Linked DNA regions of Sus scrofa: regions 1, 3 and 4 are each linked to region 2. A link is a contact called in public Hi-C and targeted proximity ligation data. All regions are on one chromosome and are shown on one strand. The core of a region is the stretch at or near the end of the contact, and the rest is flanking DNA. Distances in the headings are between cores, read along the strand shown. Region 1 has its middle 26 kb from the start of RRM2. Region 2 has its middle 11 kb from the start of HPCAL1. Region 3 has its middle 110 kb from the start of RRM2. Region 4 holds the start of RRM2 (ribonucleoside-diphosphate reductase subunit M2).

Region 1 (4,108 bases), core at 324-2,823, 220 kb before region 2:
TACACCACAGCCACAGCAACGCCAGATCTGAGCCGCATCTGTGACCTACACTGCAGCTCACGGCAATGCCAGATCCTTAACCCACTGAGCAAGGCCAGGGATCGAACCCAAGTCCTCATGGATCCTATTCAGGTTCTTTACCGCTGAGCCACGATGGGAACTCCCCCCTTAGAGTCTTACTATACATTTCTCTAATGACCCATGACCTTGTGCGTCTTTGCTAATTGTCTTTTCAAACTCCATCTTATTAAGTTGTAAGTGTCCTTTATATGTTCTAGACATCAGTCTTTTCTGGAAATATGATTCGTGACTATTTTCTCCAGTCTCTGCCTTCCCTTTTCATTTTCTTCAGTGTCTTGAAAATCAAAGTGTTTTTTTTTTTTAATTTTAATTGTTTTATTTTTAGGGCCGCACCACAGCATGTGGAAGTTGCAGACACAGGGGTTGAATCAAAGCTGCAGCTGCCATGCCACAGCCTCAGCCATGCAGGATCTGAGCCGCGTCTGCAACCTACACCACTGCTCACGGCAACGCCAGATCCTTAACCCACTGAGTGAGGCCAGGGATCGAACTGCATCCTCAGATACTAGTCAGGTTCTTAACCTGCTGAGCCACAACGGGAACTCCTTGGTTTTTAATTTGAGTGAAGTTGAACTTCTTCCTTTCTTTCTGCCTTTTTTGTGTTTTTTGTGTCTTGTTTAAGAAATTCTTCCCAACGCCCAAGATCATGAGTATTTTCTCCTATATTTTCTTCTAGAAGCTTAGTAGCTTTAGATTTTATTGGGGGGGCTGCACCTACGGCCTGTGCGAGTTCTCACACTAGGGATCAAACTCGCCATAGCAGTGACCAGAGCTGCTATAGTGACAACGCCAGGTCCTTAACCCACTGCACCACAGGGGAACTCCAGCTTTAGCTTTTATATTTAGGCCCATGATTTACTTTTTAGTTATTTTTTTGTGTAGGATGTAGGTGGGGGTCGTGGCTTTTGCTCCTGGCTATCTTTGAGGTAGTTTCTTTTCTTTTTTTCTTTGTCTTTTGTCTTTTCAGGGTCACACCTGTGGCATATGGAAGTGCCCAGGCTAGGGCTCAAATTAGAGCTACACCTGCCGGCCTACACCATAACCACAGCAAGGCCAGATCCAAGCTGTGTCTGCGACCTACACCACAGCCCATGGCAACGCCGGATCCTTAACCCAATGACGAGGCCAGGGATCGAACTCAAGTCCTTATGGATACTAGTCGGGTTCCTTAACCACTGAGCCATGATGGGAAATCCTGAGGCAGTTTCTGGAAGGAAACATGGGCTATGCCAGTTCCTCTTCTGTGTTCAGGCTGCAAGGCTCATGCCAGTGGGGTATCTTTAGTTGGCGTGTTTAAATTCTCCAATGGGGTGGAGTCTCGCGAAGATAAGATAAGTTACAGAGAAATCAATAAGCTAAATATTTGGCACATCTGTGTGTGTTAAATTTCAACCCGGCTTCCGGGGCAGAGTTTTCTCCTCCCTGTGTCTTTATTCTGCAGGCAGAAGGATCCCCCCCCATCCTGCCAGTGAGTCAGCTCAGAGGGGTGGGGTGGACCCGGGCCTTCTTACCCCGAGCTCCGTTTGTCCTTCCTGCCACGCCTGGGACTCCTTACCGTCGAGTGAGGGGCTGGGCAGAAGGCCTGGTCTCCTGCGCCACACTGGCAGCCCAGTTCTAGAGATTTCCTCCACTTTTTCAGACCCCCTGCCCTCTTCTATTTCAGGCTGAGGTGTTTCCTTTCTGCCTCAACACCCCTGATTTTCATTTGACTGGCAGCAGCCCCAGAGCAGGGCGCTGCGAGCCATTGGCCCGCCCTGGGGGACACCTGCTCTCTTTACTGTCCCTCCAGCCCGTGGGACCTCCTGCAGGACCCTGCAGAATTCTCAGAGTCAGTCCCCCAGCTGGGGGAGTGATGCTGAGCCAGGGCAAGGGACCCCCCCGTGCCCCCTGGGAGGTGTCATTATGCCGTCAATTCTCACTGGTTCTGCTTTAAGGAGAAGGGGGCTGTGGCCCAGAGAGGCTGTGCAACTTGTGCAAAGTCACACAGGTCGTCTCCTAAACCAGATCATCTGCATCCAAAGAATCCATCCCAAAGGGCCGGGGATCGCCTGGGTCTGTAGGGAGATCCCGGGAGCCACCCCAGCGCCTAGACCTTGGAAATACAGCGGCTCTCGAAGCTCAATTTCAAGTCAGTCTATTTTGTAGCAGAGACATGTGCAGTCCGCTTAGAGGGGGGACAGCTGCCAGGCCTGTGAGACCTACGGGAAGCTGGGTGAAGGCTCTGGGCAAAGAAAGGGGCACACTGGGTGGTCCTTGATGGTGGGAGGGGCACGGTCCAGCCGAGTTTCCTCTGGAATGAGGGGCATTCGAATCATCCCTGCAGGGCTGAGGACACCCCGCCCCCCCGGTCTATTTGCCGCCTGGAAGTGCTCACCTGCAGGAGGAGAGAAGGGAGGTAGAGAGGCCCGCCCCTCCCTTCATTCAGTAACCAGTTCCAGAGCCTTCCCTAAGTGGGAGGGGAGGGAGCACTCTGGATTCTGGAGCAGACTTCCGAGCCCACAGCCCCAGGGGGAGGGGCTGCAATGGAAGAGAAGTGAAAGGGCAGTGATCTTGGCCCCAGGGATAGGAGGTGGGGCCTGAGCTTCAGCTTGGAGGACTAGGAAGCCTCCACCATTGCAGGGAGCAAGAGACGAGAGCTGCACAGGGGCCCGGCGAGGTCCCCTGGGATCACCTGGCCCTGTGACCCTGTCCAGAGAGAGGACTGGGAAGACTGCGTCTCTAGGAGAAAGTAGCCCAGTCCTTGTCACACCTCAGTTGTTCATTGTCAATAAAAGATGTGGCTTCAGGTTTATACATCAGCCACTTGAGCCTGGCTAATGTGAGTCTTCCCTGCAAGCTGATCTGTGCTCTGCTTCTGGCACAGCAGTGAGGTCTCTGAGCTGGGTCAGCCGAGGAATAAAGGCTGCCTTAGGAGGTTCTTGGAGGACAGCTAGCCAGTGTCAGCCACCAGCAACATAGCAAGCAAGAAGTCACATTTGGTTCAAGCACAAAGATTGTGAACCCCCGTGGTGAGAAGCCAGATGAATTCTTTTCAGCCCAGGCTTCCCCCCAGCTTTTCTCCAGCCTTTGCAGCCTAGGCTGGGACTGGGCTCATGGCGTGAGCTGGAGAGAGCCTCACGTTACCTGTCCCTGCTGGGGGCGGAAAGAAGAGCTGCTGGGGGCTGCGTCATTTCTTCCTTCCTGGGCTACTGTTCCACCACTTTTCGAGCACCGCCATGCTGTGTGCTGTATCGTCTGAGCCCTGCGAGGGAAGAGAGATGAATCCCACCCAATTCTTGCCCTTGAGGTCCTTGGGGTTGGGAGGGGCTGAGGGACCCTGAGAACCAGCTCCTCGCGTGACAGGCAGAGAGCGTCGGCTCTGCCCTGGACTCACCTGTCCACCTGCTGTCTTTGGATTTCCTCACTCCAGAGGGCGGTCACTGCAGGAAGATTTCCATAAATTCCATAAATTTGATATTCAGTCTGTTCTGAAACGAGGTTCTGGGTTACATTATTTCTGGAGGTTTTGACAGACTGCGGAAGGAGCTAGATTAAATTAAAGCACAATTGCAGTCGCTGAGTTAATGACTGTGACAATACAAATAATTCACAACCAAATTAATGCAATATTAGGGCTCATCATTATGCTAATAATCTTCGCACAGCAATACAGAAACAATTGTTTGGGGAGGAATAATTCATTAAGTGGGAGAACAGAGTTTTGGGGAAGGTCTCAGAATTTCCTTCTGTGATTGGAGGAGGGAGAGAGAAGAGCTAAGGTTTCCAAAGTGCCTACTGGGTGCTAGGATGCTGGGGTGACAAAGAGTCCCCACTCTCAGGGGGCACCCAGCTCACAGGGTGGGGGCAGCCAGCGAGACTGTGAGGTGAAGTAGCCTTGAGAGGAAGAGGGCCATACGGAAGGCTTCCTAGAGGCGGCAGCATTGAGCTGAGCCTGGAAAGACGGTAACATCGTTTGGGTCTTGTCCCCTCCTAGCCTCCCTTTTCTCTGCAGCTGGCTGCAATCCGGCTTTTGTCATCGCTTCACCTC
Region 2 (3,892 bases), core at 1,011-3,510:
CCAGGTGTTTCCATGCCCAGCACAGAGCGGGCCTTGGAAACGTTTATGGGCCAGAGGGAACAAAGGTTCCCTCTCCACTCCAACCTTGGGGGTGTGCAAGCCTCAGATTTGCACTAACGCTCCAAGGCGGGCAGGAGACGCCCCCGGCTCTGTGGCCAGGACTCCACACCTGGATGCCCACTGGGTCACTCAGGCCTGCCCCTTTCCAGGCGCTGCCAGCCTTGCTCGCCTGGCGTCCAGCACCCTCTGTAGAAACATGGGGCTCCCCCGTGCCTGGACATACGTGGCGATTTCAGCGTCCGGAAAAGTCACGTGGTCTTGTTTTCAGTCCTGCCTCGAGCGCTCTTCCGGTTGCATCAGCAGATTCTGTCTGTCGAGAGCCTTGTCCTCGAGGGCGTTCCTCGTCCTCGCCCTGTCTTGTTCCCTGTCTTGTTCTTTCCCCAGAGGCTCGTTTATGTCCCATCCACTAACCTGTCTTCCTCCCCGGGGGAAGCAGCTCAACGCGCTCACCCCTGAAGATTCAAGCAGCAGTGACGGTGGATCTAGGATGAGCTGTACCCCTCAAGTGAGAGATCCTAGCTGGGGATCACATAGCTGGGGGTGTGTTCCCCGGGCGAGAGGGGAGATGGCACCATCTTGGTGAATGGACCCCCCCCCCAGTTTGACAACCCCCCCCCCCGCCAAGGCCCGCTACTCTGCTGCAGCTCTTCCTATTAGGGTAAATGGAACTTTCTAGAATAAAGTCTGAATTAAGGGATGTCCCTCCTTGGAGCTTCAAACTTGAGCAAGAGAGCATCTTGCCATCTTCAGCTCTGCTGTTCTTTCTCGTATCTCTGATACTGGAAGAGTCACAAAATATTAGAGCAAAAAGTTTCTAGAAGAAACCCATTCACGTATTCTTCTGTTCGTTCTCTCAGGCACTGAGCCACGCCCTTGGACACACAACCTCTATTTCACATATTTTTACCGAGCGCTAGTTGTGTGCCAGGCGCTGTTCCGGGCCCTGGGGGGGACGTGGTGAGCCATATGGCAATGTAATGCCAAGGAGTAGGAACTACCACCAGGGGGCAGAGTAAGGCAGATGCTGTTTGAGATGGGCTGGGAGGAGGAGGTGCCCCCAAGACTTGGGCAAAGACATGAACATCGAGGGAGTGGGCTTTGCTGATACCGAGGGGAGGGAAGGGCAGACCAGGTGGAGGGAACTGCAGTGCAAGGGCCTTGGGGCTCCAACATGTCAGTCGGTTCTCCCCCTGGCCTGAGGGAGGTATTCTCTCTCCTGCAGGAGCTCACAGTCTAGGGAGGAAAACACATAGGAAATGATGTGCTTGAAGCTGAGGTCATAAAAGAAACAGGCTAAAAATTGCTCCTGGGGAGTTCCTGCTGTGGCTCAGTGATATGAACCTGACTAGTATAGCTCTGATTAGACCCCTGGCCTGGGAACCTCTCTATGCCTTGGATGCGGCCCTTAAAAAAAAAAAAAAAAAAAAAAGCCTCTTGGAATGCAAAGGGAAGAGCAGTTGCAGGGGGTTGGGAAATGTATCCCTGAGCAGATGACGCTCGAGTTGGGCTTTGGTGGATGTGTAGGAGTTTGCTGGGCGGCTGAGGCGCGCAGCCACACCAATGAACTGGTGATTTCAGAGGCCCCAGGGGTGCCGGGAGAGCTAGCCACAGTTCCTCTTCCTGTTGCAGTCGTGGTTTCTGCAAAGGAAAGAAGATCCTCTTGGGGGTCTTCCTGTTCTTTTCTCACCTCTTCCCCTCCCTCGGCCTCCTTCAGGGCGGGTCAGCTTTAGGAGAGGAAGGAGGGAGGGGACCCCTCTGCCTGGTTTGGTCGCTGCCTCTTTCCTTCCTTCTTCCTCTTTTTCCCTCCTCCCTCCCTCCTAACATCCTTTCTTTTATATGTACACACATAGATATATTTTTTGCCTTCTAGGGCCGAACCCATGGCACATGGAGGTTCCCAGGCGAGGGGTTGGATCGGAGCTATAGCTGCCGGCCTACGCCACAGCCACAGCAACGCGGGATCTGAGCTGCGTCTGCAACCTACATCGTGACTCACGGCAGTGCTGGATCCTTAACCCACTGATGGAGGTCAGGGATCGAACCTACGTCCTCACGGCTGCGAGTCGGATTCATTTCTGCTGCACCACAACAGGAACTCCTCTTTTATATATTTTTAAAGCTTTAGGGAGGCATGGGATTTTAAGCCGCTGGGGCGGGTCCAGAAGTCAGGAGGGCTTTCAGCTGGATTTCTCAACTCAAGTCCTTGGCCTGGAGCCCATCCAGCTGGTGAAGCTGTGATGCAACAGATTTTCAGGAAGCCTCTGGAAACAGGCTCTCGGAGGCTTCTGGGCTGAATTTGGATCTAGGCACACCCTGTAACTGTAGGCTCTAGAGGTGTTACTAACGCCGCTTTCCCCAGCTCTCACTTGGGGTTTTTTGTTCTCCTGCAAAAGAGGAGGAGGTGACTCCTTTCTGCAGCCCCTGCCCTTGGCCTTACACCTTAACGAGGACCAGACCTGGGTCTTCGCTGCAGCTGGCTGCTTAAGGGCACCAAGGAGTGAAATAAACACAGGCCACCTCTCCCAGCTGGGTCACCGTTAGCAGTAAGCCTGTGACCAGGGAACTGACGAACTTGAAGAGTCCCTGTTTGGTGGCCCCAAATCCATGCCTCAAGGATCCATCCAGTGCTGGGCAGCCCCTAGAAATACAACTCGAGCCACTTAATCAGTACTTTTAACTCTTCCAGTAGCTACATTAAAAAAGTAAAAAGAAGAGTTCCTGTTGTGTCTCAGCAGGTTACAAACCCGACTAGTATCCATGAGGATGTGGGTTTGATCCCTAGCCTCACTCAGTGGGTTAAGGATCCGGCATTGCCATGAGCTGTGGTGTAGGTTGCAGATGCATCTTGGATCTGCTGTGGCTGTGGCTGTGGTATAGGCCGGCAGCTCCAGCTCTGATTCGACCCCTAGCCTAGGAACTTCCACATGCTGCAAATGCAGCCCTGAAAGGGAAAAAAGAAAAAAAAAAAAGGTAAAAAGAAACAGGTGAGATTAATGTTACCAATATGATTAATTTAACCCACTATATCTCAAGTTGTATCATTTTTCATTTCACATGTAATCAGGGCAGAAAATTTCTTAATGAAATATTTTATATTAATTTTTTCATATTGAGTCATCAAAATCCAATGTGGGGAGTTCCTACTGTGGTGCGGCAGGTTAAGGATCCTGCATTGCTGCAGCTATGGCATAGGTCACAGCTGAGGCTCAGATTCAGTCCCTGGCCCCGGAACTTTCATGTGACGTGGGTGAGGCCAAAAAAAAAAAAAAAAAAAAAAAAAATCCGACGTGAATTTTACTCCTAGAGCACATAGACAAATTCAGGTCGGCCACATCTCAACAGCCACATGTGGCTGGTTACTGTACTGGACAAATCTAGCTTATAGATGGGAAAACCAAGGCACCTGCAGGGCGGAGGGGGCGTGGCAGGGGCGGGGTCTGGAAGCTGGGAGGCGGGGTCTCCAGCTCAGGTCTTCGGTGAGCCTGCCCGACGCCGCCCTCTAGCGGCCAGCCACCCGCACTGCAGCCTGAGCCGCCCCAGGTCAAGCTACCCTCTGCATCGGCTCCTGGCAGCTGTCACAGACTTCCTGGGACAGAACCCGCCCCTCCTTAGAGCAGCTGCACTAGAAGCCAAGACTGCAGGTGGCTTGCGTGCAACCTGCTTTCTTGGAGGAAAGAAAGACACAAATGCAGTCAGCATCTTTTCTCTTTAAGACCGAGGTTCAGTTCCAGGAGGCGCGTCTGTCCGTGGGTCATCAGGACAAAGACCCAGGGCTGGTGCTGCCTGCGAAACAACACAAACTGCCTGTTTCCCCCACCCCACGTCCTGTCTG
Region 3 (3,859 bases), core at 874-3,373, 130 kb before region 2:
CCCTCGGGGCCTCCCTCCCAGATGTCAGCCCAGCCTCTGCTTTCTGGGCCCTGTCCAGGCTCAGCAGAGCCTTGGCAGAGTCCCTGAGCCCTGATGAGCGTTTGACCAGGCTCTGCCCAGTGTCCCCTCCTGGGCAGGGCGGTGCTGCCCCACAGGGTGGGGTGTGGGCTTGGAATGGCCTCTAGACACCCCCGCACCCCCTGTCTTGGCCAGGTTGACGCTGTGGCTTCCAGGATGGCTTTCCTCTCCCTTAACGGGCAGGGCCGCTGCCAAGCGCAATGGGATGAGTCACAGCTGGGCCATGGGGAGCCGGGCATCCACCAGCCACCTGCCAACAGCCCTAATGCCAGCTGCGCTGGGACACTGAACAGACGCGGGGAGGAGCTGTGGGGAACTGCCTGGGTTTTCTCAAAAACTTCTCCAGCAGGGAGGTCTCTGCTGGGCTGTGTGTGCAGGCGTGCGGTGTATATACATGTGTGTATGATGCAGTGCGTTACGTGATATGTGTTTGGTGTGTGCGGCGAGGGTTTGTGAGCACCTGCTGGTGGGTGCTTTGCCTGTGTGACCATGGAGCTGGTAAACACACCCAGAGCTGCCGGCCTGCAGAGCCCAGGGGTGGAATGGGGGTCCGAGCTGGTGGGAGAGGCTGGGAATGCGCTCTGGGGTCTGCAGGCTCTGAGCCCCGCTCCTGACCTCTGTCCTCTGCCCTCTGCCCCCCAGCCCCCTCACATTCATCCCCTGGCGGGAGAGAGTGTTGGGGACAGCCTGTGGCTGGGAACGATGGTAAGAACCCCAGGGGATTAACCACGCTGGTGAACTCCTGATGAGCTGCACACATGGTGGTGTCAGCATGGCTCCCCAGCCCCAGCTGCCACATTCGCTTAGACTCTCCGGTCCCCCCATGATGACAGCCACCTGCCAGTGGGTGCCTTTCAGCATCCAGCCTATCCCTTTTCTTGGTGTCACGTGGATCTGTCTCCCCTTGGGCAGATTTCCATCGTGGAGCAAAGACCCCAAGCAGTACCGTGTTCTTTCTAGAGTTTTGTTTGCTTGCTTATTTCCCTTTTGCAGCTGCCCTCACGCCCAGCATGTGGCCAGGGATGGAGCCGGAGCTGCAACCTCCGCCACAGCTGCAGCAACACGGGCTCCTTAAACCACTGTGCCAGCCTGGGGATCGAACCGTTGCCACCCCAGAGATAAGCCAGACCATTAACCTGCTACGCCGCAGCGGGAACTCCTCTTCGTAGAGTTTTACTTGTATGATCATGTGCAGCATTTGATGGCAGATGGACTGTGCCAGGCTGAGACCCACAAAACCAAGAGCAGACCCTCCTGGGTCCCTTGGCAGCCCTTGGCTTCTCGGAGCTGGGACATTGACTTAGGAGCAGAACCGGCACCCCACCTCCCCAGCCGCCTTCCAAGAGCAGGAGGATCAGGTGAAGACGTAACACAAAGGAGGTTTGCAAACTGCAGCTCAACGAGAAACAGGCCTCATCGTATCGGAGTCTGTTAAATCAGACGGTATTAAAGTTAACTAAATGGTGTTTATTCGAGCCGTAAGGATTCACAGAATGTCTACTCCATGTGTGTTTTGCGCTGACCCATCAGCCAGCCATCCTGGTTTGCCCGGGACAGTCCCAGGCAAACTGGGACCGCTGGTCACTCTGGACAAGGCTGAGATCTCCCTCCGAGTGGAGTTTCCCCAGGACGGAAAGGTGAACGGGAAGAAAGTCGCCCTGGCCGCCACCACCAGCCCCTCTGTCAGCGACCCACATTCTCTTATCTATTTATTTACTCATTTGGCTTTTTAGGGCCACACCCGCGGCAGCCCATGGACGTTTCCAGGCGAGGGGTGGAATCGGAGTTGCGGTTGTCAGTCTACACCACAGCCATGGCATCGTGGGATCCCAGCCTTGTCTGTGACCTACACCACAGCTCACAGCACTCCCAGATCCTTGACCCACTGAGCGAGGCCAGGGATCAAAACTGCGTCCTCATGGATACCGGTCATGTTTGTTTCCGCTGCGCCGCAACAGGAACTCCCATTTCCTCTTTTTTCAATGTGGCTGGTGAGAGAAAGTCATCCTTCTGGACTTTGCCAGCCCTTTGCCACACTGTGTGAGCTCTGAAGGAAACAGGACTTCAGCTGCTAAGTTGGTCCGTAATTCCTGTTCCTTAAAGGGTCGCAGTAAACACATCTGTGTCCGACTTGAACCAGCTGGTCCTCCAAGGTCACACGCACCTGCAAGACAGCCAAGCTCGGCGGTGAACCCGCTCCCAGCCAGAGGCTTGCAGAACCCACCCACTGTGATCAGAGTTCACACTGGGCGAGTGAGGGGACGGATTTGCCTGGGACCCTGGAAACTCCTTGATGGACAAGAGCTCAACCATCTTTAGTCTGGGCGTGGAGGCAGGGCTGGACCTTGGGGGGCCCGGGATGGAGCCAATCACTGCTTCTGCTGGGACCTCTGTCTCAATCTCCTTTTGGGTCAACTTCGCTTCCTGGGTTCCTACTTTGAGGCTTGGGAGAAGCAGCTGGTGAAGAAAGAATCCAGCAGACAAACAGGTGCCCTAAGAATGGCCTCTCCCGGGCTCAGGTGCCTGCGCGCTGAAGTCTCAGAGCACGTGAGGCCCTTGCTGGGCCCATTGTGTCTGGGTGTGCGGGGAGGGGAAGCCCTTGCAGGGCTGTCTCCCGAGACCCTCCCAGCAGCACCCGTGAAGGAGTCACCACGAGCTCCGTTTTCTAGAGGAAACAGAGTCTCAGCCATCTTTCCACCTGCCCGCGGTGACAGCGTGGGCAACGAGAGAGCCAGCATCTGGACCAGCTCATTCCTGAGTCCAGAGGGCTTCTTGCCTGAGGCTGTCATTAAAGAGGCACCTGGGGTCAGAAGAGGGGCCAGGACCTCTGAGAATCAGCCCTGCCTCGGTTCACCCAGTTTGGGGCCACCACTGGAAAATGGAAGAGAACCTTCTGAGCCTCAGGGCACAGGCTCACTCTAGAAGGATGCTTGGTGCTCATTTTTCAGGGAGCGCCTTGACTGTCTGGCACCCAGGGGTGGGGCCCACAGTCTCGGGAGGGGTGTTATTAAAACTGTTACTGCTCTATTAGATGTCTCTCGGAACACAAAGAGCTTCCATCCGTGGAGAGAGCTGCAATTACAGCGGAACAAGTTATCGCCTCTTAAACAAACCTCCGTTGCGGCACAGCCCCACGCAATGCTTTCCCCATGGGTGAACCGCACCCTGCCTGGCGTTGCCCCTCCCCCACTCCTCCTTTCTTTTGCCATGTCCCCCCACCACCACCCCGGTCGCCTGTGGGCATTTTGATCGATATTGTAGTCAAGCCTCAGTGAACGGCACTGCGCTGAGCATGCAGGTTAGGGGCTTATTGATCAAAAACTACAGCCTAGTGGAAAGCAAATTGGACTGGGATGAGAATCAAGAGACCTATTGAGGCCTGGATTTTTCTAGAAAAATGCTCTTCCACCATCCATCATAGGATCCTGAGACTTTTCCGGTTAAATTGGATAATGCTGGACCATTCTTTCTCTCTGGACACTTCTTGTGGAAAATTTACAAACACCGATTGAGCACGAGCTCTGTGGCAGCCCCAGGCTATGCTCTGGGGACACGATGGTGAGTTAAACCAAGTCATTGCCATAACCAACCAGCACCTGCTGCATAGCACAGGGAACTCTACTCACTATCCGGTGATAAACCGTAATGGAAATGACTACCGCAAACACAACCCTGTAGACAAAACAGATAGTCAACAGGCACCTGCTCTGCAGCGCAGGCAACTCTACTCAATATCCCTTTTTTTGGTCTTTTTGTCTTTTTTTAGGGCTGTACCTGAGGC
Region 4 (3,680 bases), core at 555-3,054, 250 kb before region 2:
TTATGTATATTTTAACCACATGCAAAAAATATAAGCCCAATGTAATAAAACCTTTAGATCCAACTTCTAGTTTACAGTAAATACAGTGATCAGAAAGACAAGTTAAATGACACTCTGAAGACACATCAGGCAAATGTAGAACGTGAGACAGTCCACAAGAAAAGTGGCCTGAACATCACACAGCCAATATCATGGGCTAAAAACAAAGTACGGTTGTTCAAATTCAAGAGACTAATGGAGTTCCCGTTGTGGCTCAGTGGTAAGGAACCCAACTAGTGTCCATGAGGATGCAGGTTCGGTCCCTGGCCTCGCTCAGTGGGTTAAGGATCTGGTGTTACTGTGAGCTGTGGTATAGGTCGTAGATGTGGCTCAGATCCCGTGTTGCTGTGGCTGTGGTGTAGACTGGCAGCTGCAGCTCTGATTTGAACCCTAGCCTGGGAACTTCCATATGCCTTGAATACAGCCCTAAAAAGCAAAAAACAAAAACAAAAACAAAAAAGCGACAGACGGGGGGGGGGGCCTAAGAACAACTATACAAACAACCACTGTCTTGATGCCACTGCATGTAACTGACTTTGTTGTCACGTCCACCACTCTGCAGATTAAAAAAAAAAAAAAAATCAAAGAACAAAAAATAAAGCTCATTTGATATGATTTTAAAGAGACTAAAAAGATACAGTGGACAAATGTAATGCATGTGCTAAACAGGATCCTGAATAAAAAGTGAATGAATTAAAAGACACATTTGAAACGACTGGGGAAAATTTGCTTATGGACTAGAAGCTATTAGGTGATGTTAGAGAATTAATGCTGGTTTTCTTAGGTCTGAATATGATGTTGTGGTTACGTTAGTGGATGTTTTTATTTTTAAGAGTTATATGCCGCAACATGCTGAAATATCTGGGGATGAAGTGTCCTTTCTACAACCCACTTTCAAATGATCCAGAAAAAACTAAAGCCTCCCACGTCCAGAAAGAGAAAGCAATAAGGCAAAATGGAAACAACCACTGAATCCCAGGTGGTGGGTGAAGACTGTAGGATTCTTTTGTTTTTCTGTTTGTTGAAAACTTTATTTATTTATTTTTTTGCTTTTGCTTTTTAGGGTTGCACCTGTAGCATATGGAGTTTCCCCGGCTAGGGGTCAAATCAGATCTCCAGCTGCTGGCCTGCCCCACAGACACAGCAATGCCAGACCCCAGCGGTGTCTGTGATCTACACGGCAACGCTGGATCCTTAACGCATTGAGCAAGGTCAGGGATGGAACCCACATCCTCATGGATACTAGTCGTTACTGCTGAGTCACAAGGGGAACTCCGAAAACATTATTAACAAAAATTGGGAGAGGAAAGTTCTAGCTGGGCAGTTTTAGGAACCGTATAACCTTGGACATTCTCCTTGCCTCTCAGACCTTGATCTCAAGAGAACCTCACACTGTCCTTTGCATTTTAAGTGTTAATCACGTGGTCCAGGGGCCCAGGGGCTGTGGAGTTACCGACGTCAGTGTCATTACCAGCGCGGTGTCCCGTATATAGGTGATGAGTGCTGGGGTAGGGTGAGGCGCCTCTTAAGAGGCCACCAAACCCGCCCGCCCTAGATGCTAAAAGTACAACTTCTCCCCGCGCGACCGCAGGACCGGAAGCGGGGGCGGGGCTTACGGTGGCCTGGCGTGGGATCCCGAAGGCTCGAATGAGCGCCTCCTCTCGGAGGTTGGGGGCGGAGTCTCTGTCCTACTGGCCAATCGTGGAGCAGCTGTCAAACAGGCGCAGAGGGAAGCCAGGAAGATTCCTGGTCAGATTCCAGCGCCCGGCCCTAGGCAGCAGCGGAGGGCGCTCTCTCTTCCGGGGAATGGGCCGCCACGTCCCGCCCGGCCTTTTCCTCTCCGGGACCCAGGCGAGAGAGGAGGCCCTGCCTACCAGAAGCCAGGCCCCGCTGCCTCCTCCCGGCTTGACCTCCCCGCAGAGTCACGTAGCCTTCTGCCCCTGCTTCCTCCTTTGTAAAGCGAGAGCGGTAAAAACCCGACCTGGGGGGGAGGGGATGGGACCTCCCAAATGACTCAGAGGTGGGAGGAGGTGAAGGAGAGGATGGCGACTTTTCCCCCTGCCTCGTGGCAGTTCAACCGAAAAAGAAGTCACGGTTTCTGGCTAGTTCACCGAGTTATACTTTATGGTTCCTGTACACACGGAATATAACAGGAGCTAAAAAGCACATGGTGCCTGGAACAGCAACCCAAAGGAGGACTTCAGGTATTAATTACCCGACATTGAGGATTAGAGAAGGACAGAGAATCACTGATAATTGCGATCGTTTTATGGTGGCTGATAAAACCATCACACCTCTATCAATAAAAATATCCATTTTCTGAAAGTGCATGCTGAAGTAAGGGGAAATCGACAATGTCTGTGAGCTGCTTTAAAACAGATAGACCAGAGTCTTAGTTGTTTTGTCTAAGAGATGCGAAGCTCTTTTTTTTTGCTTTTTAGGGCCGTACCCGTGGCATATGGAGGGTCCCAGGCCAGGGGTCTAATTGGAGCTGCTGCAGCTGCCGGCCGACACCACAGCCACAGCAACGCAGGATCCAAGCCACGTCTGGGGACCTACACCACAGCTCATCGCAGCGCCAGATCCTTACCCTACTGAGCGAGGCCAGGGATCGAACCCGTGTCCTTATGGATACTAGTCGGGTTCGTTACCAGGGAGCCACGATGGGAACTCCTTAACACTGCTTCCTCTGCAATCATTTCTTGAATTTTGCCACATTCAGGGCAAAATCTATGGCAAATCTGAAAGATCATGTACAAAGTAAAATGGACACTTTTACTTAGTTCGAATCCCCCCCTCCCCCATGGAGGTTTTCAACCCCCTCTCCAGGATCTTGGATGCCCAATAAGCAGTACATGAATTTCTAGTTCTTCAAGCACACACTGGACTCTTTCCCAGGAGGTTTTGCTTAGTTTGCCATTTTTAAAACAATATTGACACAGAGGACAGTGGTCTGAAAGCAGACACGATTTCAGCGGGAAACTGCACCAAAGGCCCTTCCTGTTAATGTGAAGGTTTCCAAAGAGCTTCCCATTTTACATGAATGGTCTCACTTAATCCTCTCATTTTCTTAGGAATCCCACAGGTTAGGTAGAGCTACCAGCGCACCAATTCTTTAAGTCGGGTGACCTGTCCTAGTGACACAGCAACTGCACCCCGGGACTCTGAAGCCAGCGGCCCTAAATGCTAGGCGCCACGGTCCCCGCTGAGCACCCCACACCTCAGGGACCTTGTACCCCTCCCCCAAGTACACGTATGTAAATCGTCGCAGCCATGGCGCTTCCCTCGCTGCCGGGGCCGTTTTACTGGCCTTTGCACCAACCTCATTTGCAAAACCTCTCGCCCAGAACCGCGAAACCGGTCCGAGAGACGTTTTCGGAGAGGTGGGGCTCTGTGGGGTGGGGTGTCAGCTCCCGCTCTCCGGCGCCTGGCGGGCTCCAATCGCGTTGTTTCATTCAATCCCAAACCGTCCGGCCCCAGCGAGTGCCCGCGCGCGCCAGGCCACCGAGACGCGCAGGGGCTGCAGCCTTTGTCCAGTGGGGCCCTCGGGGAGCCGGGCAGTGGCTCCCCCTGCCCACCCGGCGGCCCCCGGAGGCCTGGGAGGGGTCGGTCCCGAGGGTCCCCGGCGGGCAGGGGCGGCC

The links. A called contact is a pair of places that touch in the nucleus more often than the background predicts.
Region 1: a Hi-C map of liver shows a contact between it and region 2, with 4 times the contacts expected there. A contact is called at or near these places in 1 of 5 promoter capture datasets (liver), 9 of 47 Hi-C or Micro-C datasets (embryonic fibroblasts, fetal liver, fetal skeletal muscle and 4 more) and 2 of 2 datasets of targeted methods (alveolar macrophages and skeletal muscle).
Region 3: a contact with region 2 is called in a targeted proximity ligation map of alveolar macrophages. A contact is called at or near these places in 6 of 47 Hi-C or Micro-C datasets (heart right ventricle, mesenteric adipose tissue, retroperitoneal adipose tissue and 2 more) and 2 of 2 datasets of targeted methods (alveolar macrophages and skeletal muscle).
Region 4: a targeted proximity ligation map of alveolar macrophages shows a contact between it and region 2. A contact is called at or near these places in 2 of 5 promoter capture datasets (fetal liver and fetal skeletal muscle), 3 of 47 Hi-C or Micro-C datasets (liver, retroperitoneal adipose tissue and undifferentiated spermatogonia) and 2 of 2 datasets of targeted methods (alveolar macrophages and skeletal muscle).

Annotation. Positions count from the first base shown.
Region 1 is chr3:126,339,471-126,343,578 of Sscrofa11.1, reverse strand. No RefSeq gene overlaps it. Among named protein-coding and RNA genes, the nearest start is that of RRM2, 26 kb to the left of the region's middle.
Region 2 is chr3:126,120,434-126,124,325 of Sscrofa11.1, reverse strand. It overlaps a transcript of HPCAL1 not described here. Among named protein-coding and RNA genes, the nearest start is that of HPCAL1, 11 kb to the right of the region's middle.
Region 3 is chr3:126,253,000-126,256,858 of Sscrofa11.1, reverse strand. No RefSeq gene overlaps it. Among named protein-coding and RNA genes, the nearest start is that of RRM2, 110 kb to the left of the region's middle.
Region 4 is chr3:126,365,269-126,368,948 of Sscrofa11.1, reverse strand. It overlaps RRM2 (ribonucleoside-diphosphate reductase subunit M2), which reads left to right and starts at 1,804. Exons shown (of 11, transcript XM_021087850.1): 1 at 1,804-2,007.